2 separate regions of the Sus scrofa genome follow, and region 2 is linked to region 1. Evidence: chromatin contacts called from public Hi-C data. All regions are on one chromosome and are shown on one strand. The core of a region is the stretch at or near the end of the contact, and the rest is flanking DNA. Distances in the headings are between cores, read along the strand shown.

Evidence for each region. A called contact is a pair of places that touch in the nucleus more often than the background predicts.
Region 2: a Hi-C map of skeletal muscle shows a contact between it and region 1, with 2.8 times the contacts expected there. The contact joins two enhancer-like sites. A contact is called at or near these places in 2 of 47 Hi-C or Micro-C datasets (heart right ventricle and skeletal muscle) and 1 of 2 datasets of contacts at active chromatin or transcription factors (skeletal muscle).

The regions. Positions count from the first base shown.
Region 1 is chr8:77,298,469-77,301,837 of Sscrofa11.1, forward strand. The region is part of intron 12 of GATB (glutamyl-tRNA(Gln) amidotransferase subunit B, mitochondrial); the gene reads left to right. Among named protein-coding and RNA genes, the nearest start is that of GATB, 78 kb to the left of the region's middle. Within about 2 kb of position 1,688, at least 4 of the 83 cell types and tissues checked have an H3K27ac peak or open chromatin away from gene starts, as enhancers often do. A contact at or near this core is called in skeletal muscle, where this site is marked.
Region 2 is chr8:77,548,348-77,551,716 of Sscrofa11.1, forward strand. All of the region lies in intron 2 of FAM160A1 (protein FAM160A1), which reads right to left. Among named protein-coding and RNA genes, the nearest start is that of FAM160A1, 78 kb to the right of the region's middle. Within about 2 kb of position 1,879, at least 11 of the 83 cell types and tissues checked have an H3K27ac peak or open chromatin away from gene starts, as enhancers often do. A contact at or near this core is called in skeletal muscle, where this site is marked.

The DNA of each region.
Region 1 (3,369 bases), core at 438-2,937:
CTTTCGAGCTGAGAAGGGACCGATGCTGACAGGAGGGACAGGTCCAGCAGTGTGATGGGCCAGGCAGGGTGGAGAATGGGGCTGCAGGAGGTGAGCTTGTCACAGGTCACTGCCACAGGCCTGTTGGCACACAGCCTAGAAGCTGAGGCTGGTTGTCTCCTCTTATATAAACCAGAGCAAAGAAGCGCATGTGCCAGAGACCAGTTGTGTCCCATAGAGCCTCAAATAGGTACTCTCTGGCCCTTTCCAGAAGAAGCTTGCCACCCCCTGGCTTAGAACTCGTGTTGGGAGATGGGGCCCTCTGAGAGGTGGCTGCCTGGCCTGGCTGTGAGATCTGGGCCTGACAGCGTTGGGGAGGCGGACCTTGGGGACAGGCGTGCTCTCCTCCTTTGCCAGAGGAAGGAGGCAAGGTGAAGGCAGAGAACACAGGAAAGAGCCCCCAGGCCGCCCCATTGCTAGGGGGTAAGGAAGCAGAAGAGGGCGGCCAAGGAGGAGGAAGAGCCTCTGGACACCCAGAAGGAGGGATTTTCCCAAGGGGACCCAGAGGGATGCGGAGGCTCTTTGATAACAGGTGAGGGGAGGTGGCTTTTAAGGGAACATCTGCAGAGGATGGGGTTGGAACCCAGACAAGGGCAGATGGCCACCACTCAGGCTCTGCCTCTGGGACCATGAGGTGAGAAGCCAGGTGGAAGCCAGCGCCTGATTGTAAGATCACTTGGAAGCATTTTCCAGATGGGAAAGGTGGGAGCATTTGTGAAGGTGTGGGATCAGAGCCACCGAGAGAGGGACCTGGCATCCAGGTAGGATTTGCAGGAGTGGAAGGTGATGGGGTCCAGGGCGGTGTTTGATGGAGGAGGAGGGCACCCTAGAGGATTCTGGGTCTTGCGTCAGCCAGGGTCCTTATGAGGGGAGAGGAGGGTGCGTGCTGAGAAGGGGTGTGAAGAGGAGGCTTGGGGGGGCGGGCACCAGCTAGGGGCGCTGGGAGACTAGTGAGATGGGCAGGATTACAAGCAGCAGGAGCCCCCGGGGTGTCCTTCTCCCCCAGCCTCTGTGCCCCCTGGTTTGGGCTAAAACAAGCTCGGGGTGGAGATGGGCAGCGTGTTTCATAGGAACAGGATGGCCATAGAGGTGTCAGAGGGTCTGCTTCCGGAATCCAGGCTGCAGATGGAGTCGGGATCCCAGAAGAGTTCTAAGGGACAGGGTGAAGCTGGAAGCCTTGAGATGCCCCTTCTCCTGGCCTGTAGGTGTGCCGGGCTCAGGGGTCCGTGCACACAAGGCCCCACCCTTCCCTGGCAGGTTTCTGGGTGGAGACACACTCAGGGCCCAGAAACCAGCATTGTCTGACAGCAGCTGATCAGTAGCTTGTGCTTCTGCTGCCATTATGGGCCCAGTCAGATGGTCTATTCACATAACTGACCAGGGGTGCCTTTCAGGGTCGGGGTAGGGGGCAGGACTTGATCTTTGTCTTCCTCAAGGCTGGCCGTGGCACCACCAGAATTAGCAGTGTCTGTCGGGGGTGGGGATGGAGGAAACCACAGCACAGGTACTGTTGACCTACTATGCGTCGAGCACTGTGGGCACAAAAGGGCAATTGAGAAACCGCAGGTGCCACGAGGTGAGTGGAGGTATTTTATAGTGAATTAAGGTCGTTGGATGAAGGCGAGGTATTTTTAGTTACGCTGTGTTCTATTTCTGTCCTTCTCTGTCGCCACATCCCTTTATCATCAGCTCACATGGGAGCAGGGACCCTTTCTTTTGCAGGCTCGAGAAATCTAGTTCAGCCTCAGCGCTTGTTACGGGTTCAACACAGTCCCCACTCTGACCGGCCTTTGTCTTTACTGGGATCCTAAAATATCCAAGAAACCTGATTTCTTGAGACAAGCTGGATTCCTTGTTATCTGTCAGTAAGGGTGGGAGGCTGGAAAAGGGGCATCCGTGTATTTCCCAGCCCTCTGCCCCTCGTCCTGATGAGGTTTAATCAGGGTGGTTCACAGCCGAATACTGGACACTCTCCAAACCCGATTTCCACTCTTTGGATAAACACCCTTGCAGGACAGTGGTTAGCGTCCATGTGTGCACATCAGTGCTCAGCCCTGAGAGCTCTCACTGTCCACAAGGCAGACCTGGGGAGCTTGCCCTCGGTCCGGAAGTTCAGGAATTGGCATCAAGGCTAAGCCGTAGTTTCCTTTCTGTTATCTAAGAGCTTACAAGGAACTTAATAGTGAATGATGGGAGTGGAGACTTAAACAGCAGGTGTTTTCAAGTAGCATTAGGTGTTTTAGAAACTTGCGTTTATACAGACACACTAATGTGCTATTTATAAGTCATTCTAGTCTATTTAAAACCAGTCCCCGACCACCTCAGATAGTGTTTCATTAGCCTAGTGGCTGCATGTGTTTAAAAGTAGCAAAACCATGTTTTTTTGTTTTTTTGTTTTAATTTTTTTGGCTTTTTGTGAGGACCGCACTCACGGCATATGGAGATTCCCAGCCTAGGGGTTGAATCAGAGCTGCAGCTGCTGGCCTATATCACAGCCACAGCAACGGAGGATCCGAGTCACGTCTGTGACTACACCACAGCTCATGGCAATACTGGATCCTTAACCCACTGAGCGAGGCCAGAGATTGAACCCGCAACCTTATGGTTCCTAGTCGGATTCTTTTCTGCTGCCCCACAGTGGGAACTCCAAAACCACATCTTTTAAAAGAAATAGCCTGTAATTCAGTCTTGTCTTTTCACTAATCCTAGGCTCCCCCTATTTCACTCCTAACCCTGAATGTGCATTAATGACATTTGATGTGTTTAGTCGCCTCTTGACCTTTGTATCATAGACCTTGTCAAGTAAGTCACTTCCTGCAAGTTTGGATGTATTGGATTATGGACCTTTCTGTGCCCAGAGAGCTGTTGAGAGCCTTCAGAAGAGAACAGAGTGTGTGGATGGCTGTGAGGATGGCTGACGACGTGGCTAGTACACACTGCGTTCCTAAAAGAAAAGCTCATATGGTTAAAAAGAATTTATGTTTGCACAGAAATACTCAGGAAAGTGGCTTTTGTTTGAAGTAATTTTTAGGCTGATCTTTCAGTTGAAAATATCTAATTACTGGTTTGGTTTTGTTTTTTTATTTTCTCATCATGGTTCATGAATTTTGCAGCCACTTCCTTTTTTTGACTAATTAAACTGAGCGGTTGTCTGTTGCTCCAACTTCTGCCAAACAGCGGTTATTGTTGGGCGGTATGAAAATAAAAGCAATGCAAGTCACCAAAATGTGTTATATCCTAAGATACAAAACAATCAAACAGAGCCCAACTGGCCTGTTCTTTTCATATCCTGGGGGTGGATTTTAAGTATTCCAACTGGATCAGGTTCTT
Region 2 (3,369 bases), core at 629-3,128, 250 kb after region 1:
GCAAACTTTTATGTGCAATTTTAAGGCTATGTAATATAAGCTACAAGGGCACTAGTCTTTAAAACCCCAAGAATAATCTAATGAAAATGAGGTGATGCTACCAGCTGCTAAGTACTCACCCTCTCCTGACCCAACATGCTGAAAAATACAACCGGGTGGTGTTTTCTATGATCCTCAGGGAGGAGAAAAGAAGAGGGGCTGGGGCCAGCTTTTATTTGACTGTGAAGTGGAGAGATTATATCCATAAGATCTTGTTTCAAAATGAGGAACCGCCAAAAAGAAACCCACAATTTTAACATGATCCATCCCCTTTAGAAAAAGGGCATGATGACATCAGGTGTGAGATGAATGATCCGCCTTTTATCCACAAGGCCCTCTGGAGATGTCTCTAGGCAACCCCCAGGTGTATTTACAAGTTACCAGAGCACAAGCCTGCTGGGGTGTCTGATGCTTCAGATGACAATTAAACCCAGTGATGCTGTGTCATGCTTTTCTCTCAGCCTGAGTGTCATTCACAATAGCCCTCTTGCTCTGCGTACCTCACGGGATCGAATTTTTACAAGAAACTATACAAGAAACTCCTGGACAAGCATGTGGTTGACAGCAGCAAGTGTGAATCTTCCCCTCACCACCAGGTAAGGAACCAGGCTTCCTCTGCTTCTGCACAGAGGACATGTGAGGAGCCCACAGGCAGGCTGATGTAGGACCCATCCCATGAAAGGTCTTTTACCTCAAACAGCTGCAAATCTTACCAGGATTTCTTAAAACTTTTATCTCAAGACAGCTAAAGCAATAGTTAATCAGCTCTCCTTTTTTGGGTGGGGGCTGTTGCAGGGGCGCACACAGATCCTCTCCAGAATGTGATAGAAAAGATGGCCCCTCCATCCACAAAAAGTTATATCCATACACACAAGAAAAGCTTATTTTTCTGACATCGGAGTTGGTTCTTGGCCTCTGATTAGGAATGAGATTAGCTCCAGGCTGGAATGACTGCCCAGTTAATCAGAAAGACAGGAGAGAAGAAGAGCAGGTTGATGCTGCTAGTGTGGACGGGACGACTGCAGCCACCTGCGTGCCGCACTTAGGAAATCCTCCATCAGAGCCTCGCTGGAGACACGAAGCTGAAAGGGCTGCGAGTCCTCTCAGTGGCATTCAGACAAACGAGACCCTGGCCTGTCAAGCAGAAAATCACTTCCTTTCATAAACAAGCAAGCTTCCAGCTAACACCTAGAAAACCCTGTTCACACACATCCAACGGCTGCTTCAGAATGTCCACGTAAAGGGACCAAGGGGTGGTAACCTACTCTAACTGGAAGTCAGAGCTAGGGTGTTTGTTTGGAAGATAGTTATTCAGGATTTCACACAAGATTGAGAAAACAGCAAATTTCCATAGCTAAGCAAGAAGAGTGCTTACAGGGATGAGGGGTAGGTGGGGGAGAAGCAGCCTTATAACACCCCCAAACCAACCCTGGGCACCTCTGCCTTCTCCAACACGAGGGCCTCGCAGACTTTAATGACCAGGAGAATCACCTGAAAAACTTGTTAAATACAAATTTCTGCTCTGCACCCTCAAAAGTTCCTGACTCAGCAGGTCTGGGTAGCCAAGAATTTCCATCCTAACAAGTTTTAGGGGATCCTAGGGCCGCTGGTCAGGGGACCACACTTTGAGAGCGACTGATCTATAACTTAGAGCCCCTCCCATGAAGGACACCCCCAACTTCTTAGGCATAGGCATAGTCTCAAGCAGATGCCATCCTCAGCATCAAAAGGGAAAAAATTAATTAAAAATAAATAAATTAAAACAGTACCACTCAGGCCAGCTTCTTATCTGTGGTACTTAGTGGTGCACGTTGCTGGACTGAAGGTTCACAACACACAATAAGCTTCCTGATGACCCAGTGTCTACAGGGAACTCGCACTACAGGTAATTGCAAAGGAGGAACTTGGACCTGTAACGTGTTAAAATTTTTACCTTCAGGAAGCAATAAACAGCAAATTGGTGCCAGGAAGATTCACTTAACACTCAGCAAAACACCCATGGTTCCAGAGCTATGGTTTTCTTTTCTCGCTCTCTTTTTTTTTTTCTTTTGGTCTTTTTAGGGCCTCACTCGCGGCACATGGAGGTTCCCGGGCTGGGGGAAACTGTGGTTTTCAAATTGAGCTCTACAGAGCCCAGATGTTAAAACCAAATACCTCAAGGGCTGGGGAGGGCAAGGAGCAGAGAAATGACAGAGGCTTTTGGCCTCTCACTTTCATCCTTCTCTGAACTAGAAATTCAGCTTTTCTCTCATTTACAGAGAGGCATAAATTAGTGGTTTTACTGTCCCTTGGAAGGAAGGAAAAGGTTAAAGTACACGAGATTTGATCACCTCGCAGAGTCCCTCCATTTTGTGAGTCTTCGATCACAAAGACTGAGAGGCACATCACACAAATAAAAATATCAAGCAGGCCCAGGAGGCAGGCCAAAGCCTAAAATTAGGATCCGAATGAGTGCTTAGCAGTCAGATCACATCTATGTCTGGTATGAAGGTCTGGATGTCATACACAGGAGTTTCCCAGCTCAGTGTGGGCAGCAAATGAGCTTCTGTACATGGACTATAAAACACAGACCAACTCCAGTGGTGATTATCTCAACTGAAAACTTGCCCTGTCCAGCAGACACCCTGCAGAAAGCATGGTCTTTTCAGTGAGTCCACAGTGATGCTGTGAGAGACACAGCAAGAAGCCACATGCTCAGGACTGTTAGCCACACGGCCACCTGCTAAACTGGCCGCACTTTTCCTTTTTTTGTCTTTTTAGGACCACACCTGTAGCACATGGAAGTTCCCAGGCTAGGGGCCGAATCGGAGCTGTAACTGTTGGCCTACACCACAGCTCACAGCAACACCGGATCCTTTAACCCACTGAGCGAGGCCAGGGATCGAACCCAAGTCCTCACTGATACTAGCTGGGTTCATTACCACTGAGCCGAGACAGGAACTCCTGCTGCACTTTTCTTTCCAACCCATACTTGTAAACTTCCAGGCAAGTTGTGCACAAAGTACAGGCTAATTGCTGCAGCCCGCAACTGGACCACAGCTGGCAAGACAGAATGAAGCAAGGGGGAGGGGGGTTCTGGGGAGGAGATATCTTTTAATGTGATTTAACTTGTAAGTCACTCATAATTCTGGTGTTCAAAACCATCCTCAATGGGCAGACGAGGAAATGGAAGCTTCTAAGTGGGGGGGCCGTCGACTCCTGGGGTGCCAGGACTATCCTCAATGACTGGGGTGCCCTGAGGGAACGGAAAATATCAATTTGGTATTAAAAAAAAAAAAAGGCAGTGAGAGCATCTTCAAAGCCATCAGGATCTCGTACACCCACTGCCTT